2 separate regions of the Sus scrofa genome follow, and region 2 is linked to region 1. A link is a contact called in public HiChIP or PLAC-seq data. All regions are on one chromosome and are shown on one strand. The core of a region is the stretch at or near the end of the contact, and the rest is flanking DNA. Distances in the headings are between cores, read along the strand shown.

What was found. HiChIP or PLAC-seq counts read pairs in DNA pulled down with a chosen protein or histone mark.
Region 2: a contact with region 1 is called in an H3K27ac HiChIP or PLAC-seq map of alveolar macrophages. The contact joins two enhancer-like sites.

Annotation. Positions count from the first base shown.
Region 1 is chr5:27,455,401-27,458,614 of Sscrofa11.1, reverse strand. The region is part of intron 2 of PPM1H (protein phosphatase 1H); the gene reads left to right. Among named protein-coding and RNA genes, the nearest start is that of PPM1H, 120 kb to the left of the region's middle. Within about 2 kb of position 1,549, at least 2 of the 83 cell types and tissues checked have an H3K27ac peak or open chromatin away from gene starts, as enhancers often do. A contact at or near this core is called in alveolar macrophages, where this site is marked.
Region 2 is chr5:27,548,682-27,552,168 of Sscrofa11.1, reverse strand. All of the region lies in intron 1 of PPM1H (protein phosphatase 1H), which reads left to right. Among named protein-coding and RNA genes, the nearest start is that of PPM1H, 22 kb to the left of the region's middle. Within about 2 kb of position 2,123, at least 2 of the 83 cell types and tissues checked have an H3K27ac peak or open chromatin away from gene starts, as enhancers often do. A contact at or near this core is called in alveolar macrophages, where this site is marked.

The DNA of each region.
Region 1 (3,214 bases), core at 300-2,799:
CAGACAGAGAAGGATGGTGAGAAGCAACAGGCTACCGACGCTCTGTGGGCATGAGTCCAAGTGGACAGCAGTAGAATGTGGGCCTGGGAAGGACTCGTCACGTAGTTCCTCAAGCTTCCCCAACACCTCGGCTTCGTCATCCACTTATTTATTCTTCCTCCTCTTACTGTGCCGCCCTGAGATTGGATGAAGAACTGGTGATTGCAAGCTCTGTGGGGGAAAGGCCTAAAACAGATTTTCTAATTCTGCATTATCATCCTCATGCAATACCTTGAAACCTGGCCAGAAACTTGATGGAACACGAGCCATACCACAGCTTACAAGCGGGGATCCAAGGGACATGTGTCGGCGCTCTGTTTCCCCAGTGGCAAATCCATAATCTCGTTTCTTTGGCAAGAGCGGAGGGGGGCAAGTGCATTCCATGCTCATACTGAGCTTTTTATCGACCAAGGGACTTCAGTCCAAGTGGGGGTTCCGCCTTTGTGATACTCCTTTCATGTTGTCGATAAAGACCCTCCTCAGGTTACTCGAATACCCTGACGGGTTGGGGCAGGGAAGGGAAGTGGAAGGTCAAATGTGTCTTCGGGGAAGGCAGCCCAGTGGGGGGGGTCACTGTTTCCCCCCATCGCAGGACAGCTATTTCAAGTTGCAGTCTCCAAACCATCAGTTCAAGGCAATAATTTTAGTATGTACCCCCAATATATGTGTTCATTTGTTGATATATAACCATACCACTGAATATCCATTTAGTATATATTTAATAGTTATAACAATACATTAAATAGTTTTAAAATAATTTAAAGGCAATAAAGATAAAAAGGCAACATTTTAAAATAATAAGGACTAACAATTACATGGTGTTTATTATATGCCAGGCATTGTTCTGAGTGTTTTTCACACATCAACCCATTTACTGTCTTGCTAAGAGCAGAGACTCCTGTTTCCATTAACTCATATTTCAAGACACAATGTGTCACCAACAAAAGCGAACATGGAGTTGTGGTGCAGCAGAAACAAACCCGACTAGCATCCATGAAGATGTGGGTTCGATCCCTGGCCTCGCTCAGTGGGTTAAGGACCCGGCATTGTCGTGAGCTGTGGTGTAGGTCACAGATGTGCCTCGGATTCCACCTTGCTGTGGCCATGGTGTAGGCCAGCAGCTGTAACTCAGATTCAACCCCTAACCTGGGAACGTCGTATATGCCGCGAGTGTGGCTTTTTAACAAATAAAAAAGCGAACATAAATCCATAGTTCAGCTGTCTCCTTGATCACTTCAGATACTTTGGGCTGGAATGATTATTATTATTGTCAGATAGGGCTAGTTGTCATGGCTTGGGGTAGGACGTGCTAGCCGTGACATCTTATTTGCTCGTTTTCTATCAGTAATTTTTTTTGCAGGAGTTGTTTTTAAAAGCTGTGGTCTAGTTAGTGAGGGGTAATTAGTTTAAAACTTCATGGTGTCATGTGGAAGACCACCTATTGTGGGCCCGTGTCCCCAGCAATAGGTCACAATAAACACCAGTGCTCCATGGCTGTCGAGACGTGCTGACCACACGAGGGCGCCCGTGTCAGGCTGTGTGAGAAATCCTAGCCACGCTTAATTTCTTCTTCTATGTTAGGTGGAAAAAGACAAGAGAATTTCTGATTCCAATTTTCCTCTAACTTGCTGACTGAGCATTTGAAGCTCCCTCTCTACTTTTGCATGCTCTCTTTTGGGAAGTGCTCATCCCAGAGGGAGAGCAACAAGGGGGTTTGCAAATTGTTACAGCTTGTGCAGTGGGGGTAAGGATGCAAAGCCTGGTTTCCTCGGGCAGGTACAAATGTGTCAGACCCCATTTTTTTAGTTTTCTTTGTATTTCCTGCCTTACATCTAAACACTTCTGTCGGGCTGCACAGGGAACACTGGAGTTTTTCTCTGGAATCTCCCCTTCTTGGTCAGCATGCTGTAGGAGGGGCTGCTCAGTGCCTTCCAGATGGCTCATGTCTGCTCTCTTGCCTCTGGGTCCCCCAGAGCTGAGGGGCAGGCAATATGGCCTCTGCTTCAAGGGGGCTGAACTGATGCTACAGATTTTTGACATCCTTGCTTAGCTGAGCTGGCGTTATTACACCTGAAGCTGCGTGGACACACACTACTTGTCTCAAAACTTACTTTAGCTACTTGTTTGATGGATACATTTCTGTTTGGAGCAGGTGTATTCCTGTTAAAAGGCCCAAGGAGCCCTTTCCATTTAGGACTTCTTGTTTTAAGTTCTGGCACAGGAGATGATCATGAAAATACGAAAAAGATAATAAGCAATGTGATTAAAAAGCAGTTTCTAGAACCTTAGAGAAAGGAGCATATAACTTTGAGCCTACTATAGAGAAATTGTAAAAAAGAAACTTTGACTTTTAAATTTCCAATTTGTTACCTTCTGGAATCTTTGTCTGGTTGCAGATGTATTCCTGAAAAGGGATAGGAGTGTGTGTGTGTGTGTGTGTGTGTGTGTGTGTGTGTGTGTGTGTGTGTTTGGTGTGTGGTGTGTTGTAAATTACATATAAGACTTTTTTTTTTTTGGTAAATGAAAATTTGAAATTATGTCAAGAACATGTTATTCTAAACTGGAAGAGTTTGATTTTCCAGGTGTAGAGCTTTGTTATCCTGAACTGATAGCTCAACAACATTTTCTGATGTCTACAGAGAGTAACGTGTGGCCACTGCCAAGAATTTGGAACAGTCCGCCAGTGGCCTAGGATGTGTACACAATTGCTAATAAGCAACACACAAAATAAAATAGTGCCGTGGTGCTAAAGAGTCACAGAAGCTAGGGAGATTAATTACACAAAGTTGCATGTATTAGGAAATTGGGATTCTGTAACTTGGAACCTGAAGAATGGGGTTCAAGTCCTGGTATTACCACTTAGAGTTACTTGATTCTTCTATATCAAGATAAAATGGGGTAAGGACGCCCATGTTATGGTGGTGGGGTGAGGATTTAATACAATAGGTACTCTGTAGGTATCCTTTGAACGTAGACTTTCCACAGGGAAAGGGAAGTAAGTAGAAGGGAAGTGAGTGGAGTCGCACAGTGGAGGACAGTGAGCATCCTCCTGGCAGGGTTGAAAGGCAGGGGCTGAAGTGTACAGCTTGGTTTCCTGGTCGGGGGGTTGGTCCTTACTGCTCCTTGCCTGTTCATGGTGCCCACGCCCCGCCACTGCGCCATTGAACAGTGAGTG
Region 2 (3,487 bases), core at 874-3,373, 93 kb before region 1:
CAGAAGGATCCTCCTTTCTTATGAAAAGAATGGGTACTGATAAAATGTTGACTATTCTTTGCCAGACATGGCCTCTGGAACCTCCCTGTAAGATTTGGGTTTTCCTTCATTTTGATAAAAAGAACCACATCTCAATGATGCTTCTGTATTTAGAAATCCCTCTGGGCTGCTCTTGGGATGTGTGCCTCCCATTATGTGTTGAGAAGTGGAGGAGAAATGGGAGATTAGACCGGGTGGGGTCTGTCATGGATGCAGGTCTAAGGTGAGTTCACTATGGACCTGCAACCCTTGCTACAGGAAAGGTAATAATGAAGGGAGTGTCCTGCCTCTTCTGCTGGTAGCATCGTCTGGATTTGTCCTGCAGAAGGGCTGCTGAAGTCGGTGCCAAATGTCTCCCTGCCTGTCTGATTGGAGCACCAAGGAAGCAGAGCCCATTCTAGAAACAGGACCCTAAATCTGAAGGCCCTGCCCAAGCCCCAGGGCTGCAGACACTGCTGGTCCTGCCTGTATTTGACAAGACTCGAGAGGGCCACTGAAACGCTAGGCCAGTTTTTCTTTTGCCCTGATGTTTCTGACTCATTGCCATTAAAATCAAAGTAAGTCCTAGTCCAGAAAGTGGCAGACCTTAAAAAAAGAAAAGCAGACATAGGCCAGGGACAGGGCTGAAAAGGTAGACAAAGGGTAGGAAAGCCCTTGTATATCATGGTAAGGAATTTTATACTATAAGCAGTAAAGTAGCCATGGAGGATTTTTTAAGTTAGGTGCTGGGAATGACAAGGTGAGATATTTGGGGAAAATAACTGGCAGGCATAGGAGAGAAACAGAGACGAAGGTGAGGTGTGATAGTAAGATGAAAGAAGAGAAGGCAGTTGGCCGGCTGCTAGGTGTGAAACTAGCAGACTGGGGGGGCCTATTGGAAAGAAGTGTGCATTAGAGATAGTGAGTGCTTCTCCTTCTCTCTGATTCCTTCTTGTCGGGACACGTGGGAGGCTTAGACTTCTCTGCTCCCTTTTCAGCTAGGTGCTGCTGTGTGACTATTTCTGGCCAGTGTGTTGTGAACAGAAGTCAAATGTCACTTCCAGGCTGAAGCATTTAATTGTGGCTGAAAGACCTCCCAATGTCATCGTCCTCTTTTTCAGGAATGAGAAGGCTGTGTATTTCAGATGGTGCAGCTACAGGATGGTGGAACCCCAGTCCACTGAACTCCCGTAGCAGGTATATGACCCTGTAGAATGTTCAGGTCTACAATGGTCAATATCTGTTGTGCCATGCTACCAAGATTTGAGGGGTGTTTGTTACAAAGCATATCCTAGCCTATCCTGACTAGTGCATGGTGGTGGCTTGTAGCCAACGTTAAATAGATTGCTTTGTAGGATTCCTTAGAGCTTTTTTCCCCCCTTTTTAACTTTTTTATTTTATTTATTTATTTATTTATTTTTGTCTTTTTGCCATTTCTTGGGCCACTCCCGCGGCATATGGAGGTTCCCAGGCTAGGGGTCAAATCGGAGCTGTAGCTGCCAGCCTAGCCAGAGCCACAGCAACGCGGGATCCCGAGCCGCGTCTGCAGCCTACACCACAGCTCACGGCAACACCAGATGGTTAACCCACTGAGCAAGGGCAGGGACTGAACGCTCAACCTCATGGTTCCTAGTCAGATTCGTTAACCACTGAGCCACGACGGGAACTCCCTTAACTTTTTTATTATAGTTGATTTACAATGTTCTGTTATGCTGTACAGCAAAGTGACCCAGTTATACATACATACACATTCTTTTTCTCACATTATCCTTCGTCATGTTCCATCACAAGTGACTAGATGTAGTTCCCTGTGCCATTCAGCAGGATCTCATTGCTTATCCACTCCAAATGCAATAGTTTGCATCTGCTAACCCAAAACTCCCAGTCCATCCCACTCCCTACCTCCCCCCGTCCCCACCTTGGCAATCCAAAGTAGAATTCCTCAGAGCTTTTTAATTTACTGTGGAGAATTTTGAAACTCCAAGCCGAGGGCTAGTGTGTTGCTTCCTAAACTTACCTGACTATGAAATCCATTTACTTGCCTTTTTTGGTTAAGTGCACATACTAACATTTTGAGGAACACAGTTAAGGAAATACCACATTACACCATCATCATGGTCTAGTCATGACACTAATTGCAGAAACGAAGAAGAGTTCTCAATTGGAAAGGAAGGATAGATTTAAGAGAAAAGCCGAAAGAAGGATTGGCCTGGGTGGGACTGATTGGATATTTGAAGGAAGAGTGCAGAGGTTATGTTGTCTCCGTTACCAACTCATTTCTGGTTGATTCCTCATCAGGCGGCCCAGTGCCTTTCCAGACCTTGTCTTTTTCCCTCCAGTGTCAATCCCATGCCTACCCTCCTGTGTGTTGGCGGAGGGCCTCACCTTCCCACCTAATGGGATCTCTGTTTAGCACCAGCGCCTCTTCCAGGCCACCTTGGGACCTCTGTAACATTTTTATTCCCTGCTCTCTTAGATGGAGAAATATTCCGCTGGAAGTTAGCACCCTTGCACCCTGCCACTTATGCTCATGTGACTTCCATTCCTCCATCTGTACTCCCAGCATCTTGAGTCTCCTCATTGCCCCCTCCTTTGCCCAAAGGTCATTGCTATCAAGTCAAACAGCATATCCCCTCTTCTAGTCGGCATCACTCCTTCAGGTTACTAGACACGCAATTGCTCTCTTTTTGTAACCCCTTTATTTCCTCCCTCATCAAAAGACAAACGGAATGTCTACTGTGTGCCAAGAACCTCAGGGTGCCAGGGGCACAAAGACAGATTAGAGAGGCCACTTCCCCTGGGTTGTCTAGTGGGAGACCCATCCCACTGAACAGCACAGGGCATTGTGGGCAGCACAGAGCCCAGGGCAAGAAGGCTTTCCCCATCGGGGGAGGCAGGAGCTGAACCTTAAAGAAGTCGGTTAGCCAGTGGAGGGGCTGGAGAGGAGAGCAGGTGTGAGGGAGGAGGCGGGGAGAGTAGGAGGTCCATGAGCCACCGTGGGTGGTCTCTGCACACTGCTTCCGCTTCATTGCTCCTCAGGAGGATGCTTGCCTGAGGTCACCAGTGACTCTTTAGGTTCAAGGGGTCGCCTAAAAATTTTGCTCATCTTCTGCATCCTCATCAGCACAGTCATTGCTGCTGCTCACTCTCTAGTCCATGCACTCTTGCACCTCTTAACTTCTGGAGACTTCTTCTTTGTGGTCCTTTTTCAGAATTTCTACCTATGTTCCCTTTGGTCCTCAGAAAAGGGACCCTCTCCATTAACAGTTTTATCCATATGCCTTTCTTTGGGATGTGAATTTAGCTGTGCTCCTCTCCTGAACACATTTCCCACCGTTCCCTCTGCCGCGATCATCCTTTCACTATGCCCACCTCTATTGTATGCTTGGTATGAGTCTGAAGTCATATCTGTTTGAAATGTGAGTGCAAATTATAGGCATTGTAAAGGACACAGTCAGTGTTCCTTGTT